2 separate regions of the Zea mays genome follow, and region 2 is linked to region 1. Evidence: chromatin contacts called from public Hi-C data. All regions are on one chromosome and are shown on one strand. Each heading gives the region's core, a stretch centred on a gene start, on an enhancer-like site or on the middle of the called end of the contact. The rest is flanking DNA. Distances are from core to core; before and after follow the strand shown. Region 1 holds the start of LOC103650867 (magnesium transporter MRS2-F). Region 2 has its middle 46 kb from the start of LOC100191305.

What was found. A called contact is a pair of places that touch in the nucleus more often than the background predicts.
Region 2: a Hi-C map of tassel shows a contact between it and region 1, with 1.9 times the contacts expected there. The contact joins the enhancer-like site here to the promoter of LOC103650867 in region 1. A contact is called at or near these places in 3 of 25 Hi-C or Micro-C datasets (endosperm, leaf and tassel).

The regions. Positions count from the first base shown.
Region 1 is chr3:169,567,378-169,572,774 of Zm-B73-REFERENCE-NAM-5.0, forward strand. It overlaps LOC103650867 (magnesium transporter MRS2-F), which reads left to right and starts at 3,286. Exons shown (of 6, transcript XM_008676457.4): 1 at 3,286-3,807; 2 at 4,740-4,988. The coding sequence starts at 3,439.
Region 2 is chr3:169,706,803-169,712,199 of Zm-B73-REFERENCE-NAM-5.0, forward strand. No RefSeq gene overlaps it. Among protein-coding and RNA genes, the nearest start is that of LOC100191305, 46 kb to the left of the region's middle. Within about 2 kb of position 2,244, at least 11 of the 20 cell types and tissues checked have an H3K27ac peak or open chromatin away from gene starts, as enhancers often do. A contact at or near this core is called in endosperm and tassel, where this site is marked.

The sequences.
Region 1 (5,397 bases), core at 2,036-4,535:
CGAACGGGGCATGGGCGTCCACTCGGATCACCCGTTAGCAACTCACTGGAGACACCATGTTTGGCGCCCTCCGAGGGCAACATGGCGCTTTCCCCCCTCCTCCTTGCGGAAAGGCGACGAAGGGGCGTATGATAAAAGCCGAGTCAGTCCTTGACCGTCCTCTCGCTCTATACAGAGGCTCGGTGGCTGCTCTCGCGAACCCGGCTCCGGCCAAACCGTTGACAGCGTCAACATTCCAGCCCGAGAACTCGGAACCTGACCATGCACCCGGGCTACGACCAGATCGCATGAGGGAACAACCAGATCGGCCGAGGCGTCACGAAAGGCACTAAGACCTTGGATGAGTCAAACCACTCCTCCGAGGCCTCGGGGGCTACACTCGGCGGGTGCGCTCGCGCGCACCCACCAGAGCAAAATGTAACCGAGAAAGGACGGTCCCCTTACAAAAAAGTGCGACAAAGCCTCCAAGCGAGTACCAACACTCCCTTTGAGGCTCGGGGGCTACTGTCGGGGACCATAATTAGGGGTACCCCCAAGACTCCTAAAACTCGGCTGGTAACCACCATCAGCACAAGCTGCAAAGGCCTGATGGGCGCAATACAGGTCAAAACTCCGTCCACTCAAGGGACACGATCTCGCCTCGCCCGAGCCCAGCCTCGGGCAGGAACAGTAGACCCAGGCGGATTCACGCCTCGCCCAAGGGCCTCCTCAAGCAATGGGCGCACCTTCGACTCGCCCGAGGCCCGGCTCGTGCAGGCTTCGCAGTGAAGCAACCTTGGCTAGATCGTCTCACCAACCGACCGTATCGCAGGAGCATTCAATGCAAGGATCGCCTGACACCTTATCCTGACGCGTGTTCCTTAGTCGGTAGGGCCGAAGCGACCGCAGTCACTTCGCCCCTCCACTAACTGACCTGACAGGAAAACAGCGCTGCCTGCCCTGCTCCGACTGCTGTGCCACCCGCCAGGGTGAGGCTGACAGCAGCCGAGTCCAGCCTCAGGCGCCATAGGAAGCTCCGTCTCGCCCGACCCCGGGGCACGGCCCCCGCCTCGACCTCGGAAGACGGTCTCCGCCTCGCCTGACCCCAGGGCTCGGACTCAGCCTCGACCTCGGAAGACGGTCTCCGCCTCGCCCGACCCCAGGGCTCGGACTCAACCTCGACCTCGAAAGACGGTCTCCGCCTCGCCCGACCCCAGGGTTCGGACTCAGCCTCGACCTCAGAGGAGTCACCACCTCGCCCGACCTTGGGCTCGGACCGACCATGTTACAGGGGGGCACATCATTACCCTACCCCTAGCTAGCTCAGGCTACGTGGAACAAGACCGGCGTCCCATCTGGCTTGCCCCGGTAAACAAGTAATGATGGCACCCCGCGTGCTCCCATGACGACGGCGGTTCTCAACCCCCTACAGAAGCAAGGAGACGTCAGCAAGGACCCGACAGCCTCGACTGCTGTGCTTCTACAGGGCTCAAGCGCTCCTCCGACGGCCACGACATCACATGAACAGGGCACTAACACCTCTCCGACAGCCACGTCAGCATGTACATAGGGCTCTGGCTCCTCTCCGCCGGACACGTTAGCACATTGCTACATCCCCCATTGTACACCTGGACCCTCTCCTTACATCTATAAAAGGAAGGTCCAGGGCCCTCGTACGAGAAGGTGGCCGCGTGGGAGGACGGGCTGACGAACAGACTCTCTCTCTCCCTCGCGGACGCTTGTAACCCCCTACTGCAAGCGCATCCACCCTGGGCGCAGGATAACACGAGCCGCGGTTCCCTTTCCCCCCCTTGTGTTCCATCTCGCGCCGACCCATCTGAGCTGGGACATGCAACGACAATTTACTCGTCGGTCCAGGGACCCCCTGGGGTCGAAACGTCGACACAAAGGTTCAACACAAACCAATAAAAAGTCCAAGAAAGGGTTCAACTAAAAAGAGCAAAAGACAACCCAAAGGCAGCCCTGGTCTGGCACACCGGACAGTGTCCGGTGCACCAGGGAGTTCCACTCCAAACTTGCCACCTTCGGGAATTCGGGGAGGCCGCTCCGCTATAATTCACCGGACTGTCCGGTGTAGCACCGGACTGTCCGGTGTGCCAGCGGAGTAACGGCTATACAGCGCCAACGGTCGTTTGCAGAGGAACAGTGAAACGCTACAGTGCGCGCCTGTGCGCGCAGACGTCAGAGCAGGCGCAGAAGGCGCACCGGACAGTGAATAGTGACTGTCCGGTGCACCACCGGACTGTCCGGTGGCACCGTTGTCAGAAGCTCCAACGGTCGGAACCCAACGGCCTGGTAACGTGGCTGGCGCACCTGACAGTGTCCGGTGGCGCACCAAACTGTCCGGTGCGCCATACGACAGAAGCCTTCACCAACGGTCATTTTGGTGGTTGGGGCTATAAATACCCCCCAACCACCACACTTCAAGGCATCCAAGTTTTCAGCCATCAAACCTCATACAAGAGCTCTAGACTTCATTCCAAGACACAAACAAAGAGATCAAATCCTCTTTTAAGTCCGGAATCACTCCAAACAAATTAGTGACTAGAAAGAGACTTTTGTGTTCTTTTGAGCTCTTGCGCTTGGATCGCTTTTTTCTTCCTCTATTCTTGTGTTCAACTCACTTGTAATCAAAACAAGAGACACCAAGTTGTGGTGGTCCTTGTAGTGGACTAAGTGTCCCATTTGATTGAAGAGAAAGACTCACTCGGTCTAAGTGACCGTTTGAGAGAGGGAAAAGGGTTGAAAGAGACCCGGTCTTTGTGACCACCTCAACAGGAAGTAGGTTTGCAAGAACCGAACCTCGGTAAAACAAATCACCGTGTTCATCCGCTTTATTTCTTTGTTGATTTGTTTTCCCTCTCTTTCGGACTCGAAGTTAATTCTAACGCTAACCCCGGCTTGTAGTGTGTGCTTAAGTTTGTAAATTTCAGATTTATCTATTCACCCCCTCTAGGCGACTTTCAACGGCGTCGGTGACCAGTCAACGAAGGAGGAGGAAAAGGTCGGCTAGAGGGTAGGTGAGATTTGCGCTGGGGCGGGGGGAGCAAATCGTGTGCGAGGAGGACGACGCGCTTGCAGGCTGTCGCGGGCGGGGTAGGGTAGGCGTGATCTGCGGAGGTAGAGGCATGGCGTAGCCTATGGACACCCTCCTTACATCCTTATAGAGTACATCCTTATATAGTAGTATAGATATAGATTAGTTTTATAATTAAATTATATTTAATTTTTTTAATTAACATGACAGTGGTTACTAAAGTACTTGATTTGATTCAGTGAATTTTCGGAAAAGACCTCCGGGTTTGTTATTTTCACTCAAACCCCAGCATCTCCTCCCAGCCGGCAGCACCTAACCCGTCACGAGCGCACCGCCGCACGTTCCGGATTCCCCACCGCCGCCGGGATCCCGACCGGATCCCTAATTCCAAGGGGTAAACGATGAGGCCGCACGCGGTGGGGACGGGCGGCGGTGGCGTGGGGAGGCGGAAGGCGGGGGCCGCCGCTGCTGCCGCAAGCCGGGAGTGGATGGTGGTGCCGGCGTCGGGTCCGGCTCGGGTGGAGGAAGCCGGGAAGCACGCGGTGATGGCGCGTACAGGGCTTCCCGCGCGCGATCTCAGGGTACTCGACCCGTTACTCTCGTACCCGTCCACGATCCTGGGCCGCGAGCGCGCCATCGTCGTCAACCTGGAGCGCGTCAAAGCCCTGATCACAGCCACAGAGGTGCTGCTTCCAAACACCAAGGATCCCGCCTTTGCGCGCTTCGTCCGCGACCTCCAGACCCGTGTCCTCGCATCTTCGTCTGACCAGGTAATGTTTTCTACTACTTCGTTATTAATGGTCTGGTATTTCTTTTCAGTCTTAGGAATGCTCCCTTAGTCCCAAAAGGAATGTAATTCTTGTTTTAAACCCAGCCAATTTCTTAAGTATATAGAGAATGGTATCGACATTTTAATCTCAAAAAAGGTTTGCTATACAAAAATATATTCTATAATTACTTTATTGATACAGTACTTATTTGGTACTAGAAATGTTAGCATTTTTTTATAAACCTGGTCAAACCTAAAATTCTTTGGCTTCTTAAAGGAGATTTCTCAGATTTGCGTTCTGGCACAGAGGGAGTACTCTCTCCGTTTCAACTTAGATTTAGTTTTGATCAAAGTCTAACGTTTCTAACTCTGACCAAATAATATTAAATAAATGCACTATCAAGATAAATTTCATGGTGTATCTAATTAAACTTGTTAGATGTTGTAGGTGTTTCTGCATTTTTCGATAAACTTGGTCAAAGGTAGAGAAGTCTGATTTGGGATAAAGTTAAGACAGACTTAAAATTTGGTAAGGGAGTAGGAATTATGGTATGAAATTTCTTAGTATGTGTGCAGGGCACTGTACTGGACAGTCTTGTTTTGAAGTTTGGTCACATTACCCGGATTATGCAATGGGTGGATATAATTTTTCAAAGTGGACAAAGCCATATGTTCGAAGATAAAAACATCGTGATAATAATATTTCTATGTTTTGATCACTCAATGCTATTTTAAGATATTGCAATAAGGGGATGTATCATGGGAGGAGTTTATACAATTGGGGGATGGCTTCCCATAGTTGACTAAAATGGTGATATTTAGGCATAAGGATAAAAGTATTTTATCGGATTGCTATATTTTGACCACTACAAGTGTTATAAGATATGTTGATTGAGGATATATCACTAAATCGTTTCCCCCTTTATCTATTAGGCAGCTGAGTTCACTGACATGGAAGGTGAATCATCTAATGTTGCTTCACCATTTCCCCTACCAAGTGCATCCAAAGGACATGAAATGGAGATGACTAAGAAGACTACTGCTGTTGTGCCTGAGATGACTAGTAGCAGCAGTATGCCCAATTTAGCTATTGCAAAAGATGGAAACACCAACGTTTTGCCTTTCGAATTTCGAGCTCTTGAAGTGTGCCTTGAGTCAGCCTGCAGATCTTTGGAAGATGAAGTATGTGCTTGCATCTGAAATTGTTTGTCTGGCTATATCCTGGCTATCTAGCTGCAATTGAATTTATATCTCTAACAAGCTGCATTCAATGCTTTAGCTTGCTTTCATTCATTATATAGGGTGTTTAGGAACTACATCATTGTTGTTCTTAGGCCCCGTCAGGTTTGAGGGACTAAAAGATCAGTCCCTTCATTTTAGTCTCTAAATTGCCAAACGGTGGGACTAAAACAAGGACTAAATTGCTTTAGTCTCTAGCCCCTCAAGGGGTGAGTAAAAAGGACTAAAAGTTGGAGAATGAAACCCTAACCCTAACTCAGGGTTGGGACTTGTATTAATAGACTCAGGTTATTGAGTCTGGCCCATTACACAGGGGTATAACCGTAATTACAAGGGGCTAACCCCCAAACCC
Region 2 (5,397 bases), core at 994-3,493, 140 kb after region 1:
ACAGGGCTCAGAGATAGGCCGCGCGCGGAGAGGCTGTAGCCCCCCCTCTCGCTCGGCCCTCGCTCCGCTGCATGCTGCCGGCCGGCGTTATGGTGGATGGGCGTCAATCCAGGCGTAATCCAAGAAGGTCCGTGGGACAGGGACTCGCGCCTCAGGTTTTCCCAGCCGATGGAAGCCCGACGCTGCCCGCCCGGCCGCTGGCGCCTGTGAACGTCACCACGCCACCGCCAGGGAGCGCCAGCAAATCAGCACACCACCGTACCGCGCGCACCCCCAGGCCCCAGCGCAGGCCATAGACCCATATCTATACCTACCTGCCTGCCGCAGAATCTAATGCATGCAACGAAGCACGGCATCGCAATCGATCGGCGCAAGTTGGCGACGCAGATCAAACTGTTTGCTGATGCTGGGATCTGTTGAATGGCTAGTACTATGGTCACTCGCACGACATGAATTCACAACGAACAGTTAATGTTATCTATCCATCATTTTTATGTGTATGATGATTCAGAAGAGATCATCGATCCACCTCAATTACAGTACAGTAATTGATGATGAGTAGTGCTTGGCAATGCCGTCGACAGTATGTGCTGCTAGCTAGGGTGTCCTCCTATCCTATACGTAGTTCTTCAGGCCGGCCCCGGGTTTTACGAAGTGCGGCGTTGTCGCAGGAGACACGCATGGCATGGGAGAGCCCGTCCGGACCGGGCCGGGGCCCGACCCCCCTCAATATAGGAGCATGCAATGCAATAGGGCGGTCGGGTCGGAGACAGACACCGATGCGCTGCCACCCTGCCCTGCCGCTAGTACGTAGTATAGGGCGTACCATGTGTTGTATTTGCATGCATGTCGCCCGGCGGCCGGGGACCGAACATATACGAGGTTGCCGAGACACACACAGGCAGCCTCCGACAAACGCCTCTGGCGGCGCCCAAGCCACCGTAGCCGCGTGCCGCTCACGCGACCGCCATGCCGCATGCACCCCCATCTCTGCATGCCATTGCCATCTCACCCCCTCCCTGCATGGCTGCATGGCTGCCGCCGCCGTGCGCGTCCACGCCTAGCTAGCCGCTACAGTTCCGGCCACTATTGATGCTAGTAGGCTATGTTCCAGACTTCCAGGGCTCCTGCCCATCCAGTGACGCAAAGCTAGCTAGCTACATTCCATTCGAATTTCCATGCAGTTCAAAGCCACAAAACAAATGACGCCTCAATCTACACGATGTGCTGCCTTATATACTCCGTATCGTATACAAAAAATTAAAGGAAAATGGCACCTCTGCATGCTACGATCATACTAAGAATTAGAAAAAGAGACAGAGTAAATATAATCCAAAGGCGTGGTTGCATCAATGTGAACTATCTAACAACCCTGCCTAGTTGTTCACTCGCTAACCTACAGTACATGTGCATATGCTTTGTTCACCTAGCTCAGCACATAGCGCCAATGTGCTGAACGCAAGACTACAAAAACTACCGGTGCGGATCGAGCAAATAAAACTTGACAGTCCACACAGCCGAGCCGACAGCCCAGTAGATAGCTTCCTCTCCGCCCATGTCGTGGCGTGGTTGCAGCTTTCTCAACGTACTAGCTTTAGCTACAGCGCGCTTAACAGAGCGGTAAAACACACGCTCTGATCACCTAGCTCAGCACCTGCCTGCCCCTTCCCAAGTGTCCAGCTCTCCATGGCGTGGCATGCATGTCACCGTGCGCAGGCGGTGGATCTCGGATCGGAGCGGCCGAGACGAGGTCGAGCGCGCGATCGAGCTCTCTGGCGGCGACTCACTCACTCACTCCATTGTCACTTTGGACACACGGCGGGTCCGCGTCGTCGTCCAACCCGAAAACGATAGCGCCGCCAGAAATGGCGCGGCAAGACTTTGCCCGATATAGCTACTGTTTGCCGGCCACTTCGGACGGAGCAGCCGCCGGCAGGCCACAGTGCAAAAAACGATACGCATCGCATGCAGCCCCCGGGCTCATCAGCAGGTCATCTGGCCTGGCCGCCTGGCCTGGCCACTCGTCCAATTTTTTTTGTTGGCATGCACAACTGTGGCTGTGCGAATGCCGCTCGCCTGCAGCTGCTTGCATGCATGATGCGCGCACAGCTGCATCTGCATCTGCATCCATCACAAGCGTGAGCGCGCGCACGCACTGGGCGCAGTGCCGATGCCACCCAGCACCAGCAGCTCGCTTGCTGCTGCTCCTCCTGCCGTCCTGCGCGGTGCCCCCTGCCATGCTGCGAGGGACGGGGGGCCACTTCGGTCTGGCCCACCGGTACCCACTTCAGTTGTGTCATCGACCTCGCCTAGTCTTCTCAACCTGTCTGCGGAAAAGCAACCGCTAGCGCCTGGCCAAAAGATATCATAATCAATTAATGGACCGGATCTTTTCTGCTCCCAGAACGGCCCAAATGATTACGCATAATCCGGATGACTGTTTTGCTTTGGGAATTACCGACAGCCGATGCGCAGCGCAGCCGCAGACAGCAGGTTCCTTCTTTCTTTCGCCCGGAAAACAAAAATCAATGTTCAGAGACGGAACTTTATATAACCGCACTATATCATTGATGTCTCCACTTTACTTCCAGTGAAGCGAGTGAAAAAAGACGCCTCGACATTTTATGTGATGTGTTATAGTGAGGCATGCAACATAAGGTATCATACTTTCTCCGATACTCCGAAAGAAGGATGGAACCATAAATTTAAGATATCACATTATTTTATGTGATGTGTTATATAGTGATTCAAAAAAAAAGAATGCAATCAGCACACAAATTTTATTAGATTGATTGTAAATTATTTTTATAATAAATTGATTGAAAGCATAAATGTAAATATATGACTAAAAAGTTGGTTAGATGTAAATGATTTTAATTGAAACACAACCTATATGTTGGGATATGGACGATATCTGGGCATACCGGTCAGCGAGCACACGGACGAACCCCGCGACATCGAGCCTGGGGTCGGGCGTGGTGGAACCGGACACGGGGCCGAACGAGCCAAAGTCAAACCACTCTAGGCCCAAGACTGACCCATCATAAATGTTCGGCCGCATTTACTGTGTCTAGCGCCGAGCCACAGTGGAGGCTCTGGTCTGCCTCCCACTCATGACCTATGAACCCCTCAGGCCTAGAGCACTCATGACCTACGAGCCCTTGGACTGCAACACATTTATGGCTCGTGCATCCCCTGCTAGCGGCACACTCATATCCTATCGGGAGTAGGCCTGAGTGCGCAGGGCGCTAGCTGGACGCAACATGACGAAACGCACTGAGCCCCAGGCTATGACGGCCAGGGGTCGACATAACCCTAATGATGATGCTCGGGTCCCACGATGCCCGCACCGTCCACAATAAAGAATACGAGACAACCATGTGACCGCAAGCACGCGTGACTTTACCCTGTGGTAGGACGCTTTGTTTTGTCCATTACTAGGTGGCTCCTTCCTAAGGAAGCCACCGCTGGCTGACCCCCTCCTTAGCCTATAAAGGGAGGAGGTCGGCCGTCGGACATGAGAGAGTTCTCTGGGACAGAGGACGCACGCAAAGATCCCAGATGAGACGACACCCATAAGGACTAACGAACAGGAGGAGGACCTAGAGGCCAGAGCCCCACCGCCAAGCTAAGACTTAGCTAGGACTCCACTTTGTAACCACCTCCACCAAGAATAATACACTTGAGAGCCTCTCCTCGCTATCTTGCCTGCTTGTAACTCATACTACGAGCTTTGATCATCAATGGTGTCGGTAGCGCAAGCTGCCGATGACTGGATTTAGTGATGTTTTGCCCGAACGGGTATAAATCTTGCGCCCACCTTCCGGAGTCAAGAACACACACAATAAATTTACTTGTCGGTGCGAGGTTCGAAACACCGACAGCTGGCACACCAAGTAGGGGACTTGCTCGTTCCCGACGAAGCTTTTCAAGCTCCAGATGGCCAACCGTGAAGCCAATCATCTTCCCCAAACAACGATCCATTTTGGGAGCCTCGACTTCTCCTTCAACTGCGAAGGCAAAACGGCCAGGGCCCTAGAAGCCCGACCTCCTCCGTCGAGGAACCTCAGCACGACTGCGACGGCCGACGGTGGCCCTCGCAACGACTACACCCCAGTGTAACCATCCGACTCAGGAACCTCGATTTCATCATCAACCAGGAGAGTGATATGGTTAAAGCAGTGCCCACCTGGCCTCCTTCGCCCGAGAGCCCCGACGTGGTCTCGGAGGCCCTGGGTGCCCTCAGCCTCGCCCCGCACGCAGCATGAGAGGCGTAGGTTGGCCTCACCCTTCGAGGTTAGAGAAATAAGACGACATATCGTGATCCATATGGGACAAAATCCTTCATATGACGACCTGGCGACTTTCTTCACGTCCTAGGCAGAGTTTTCCGCGTTATATGACGCAGAAGCGACGTCCTACTACGGTGGCTCTAGCAGCGGCCCCGACGCCTTCCCACCTCAGCTGTGCAATGCCACGGCTATGATCACCGCCCTAATGGCCCTCGGCCATCTCCCCACCTCCGATGACTTGGAGATCATAGGGGTGGTCGCTGGTGGCGGGGACCTCATCTTTGACGCACTCGCACGGACTCAGATCTGAGTCCCCCTGAGAGCAACGAGGAAGAACCCTCTGGCGGCAAGGAGAACAAATACCACTTGGCCGCTGCGTCCCCATCGACAAGACAAACAAAGTAGGGCGCTATGCATGGTAGGACACGAAAGGACCGTCAATCGTAATGCTTTCGACGAGAGTCCATGGTAGGTGCCCGATCGAAGAGGATCCGTGGCCTGCTTGTAAAACCCTCAAACAGTTATGAATAAATCACACTTTTGGAACTGCACCTGACGGAAAGCACGATAATTAAGGAGAGAACCTCGACAAACACCCTAGTCCTTTCTCTCCCTCATATCCCTCTTTTCTCCCTCCCTTTCTCGTTTTCCCTCGGTGACTTTCAGGATAGGAAGCATGCTAGGAGCTCAACGAGAGAAGACAAACGAACAACGAACTTAGCAGAGTAACGAGCGAGAACCCCCATCGCATGTAAAACTAGCTTTCACTCTTTTCCCTTCTGAAATTAAGTGCTTTGAGTTTTTCTTGCCTTTTGTTGGAGGGGTCTTTGGCGAAACACAATGCTGCACCACTATTTTTTCCTAGGGCACCCTCGACTAGCAGGGGGTCTTAGGACACCGTAACTAGGGACGTCCGTGATCGAACCCTGGGAAAAGCATTGGGCAGGGCGACCTCGCCTCAGTATTTGCTAGAAGCAAACCAACAATACAGATAGCGCATGGAAGACCTACCGAGGAAGCTGGTCGTGACTGTGAACACTTACGCCCCAAAGGCTACGGTGATGGTCACTAATTGAATGGGGGACCCAAAAACTTGTGAAAACCT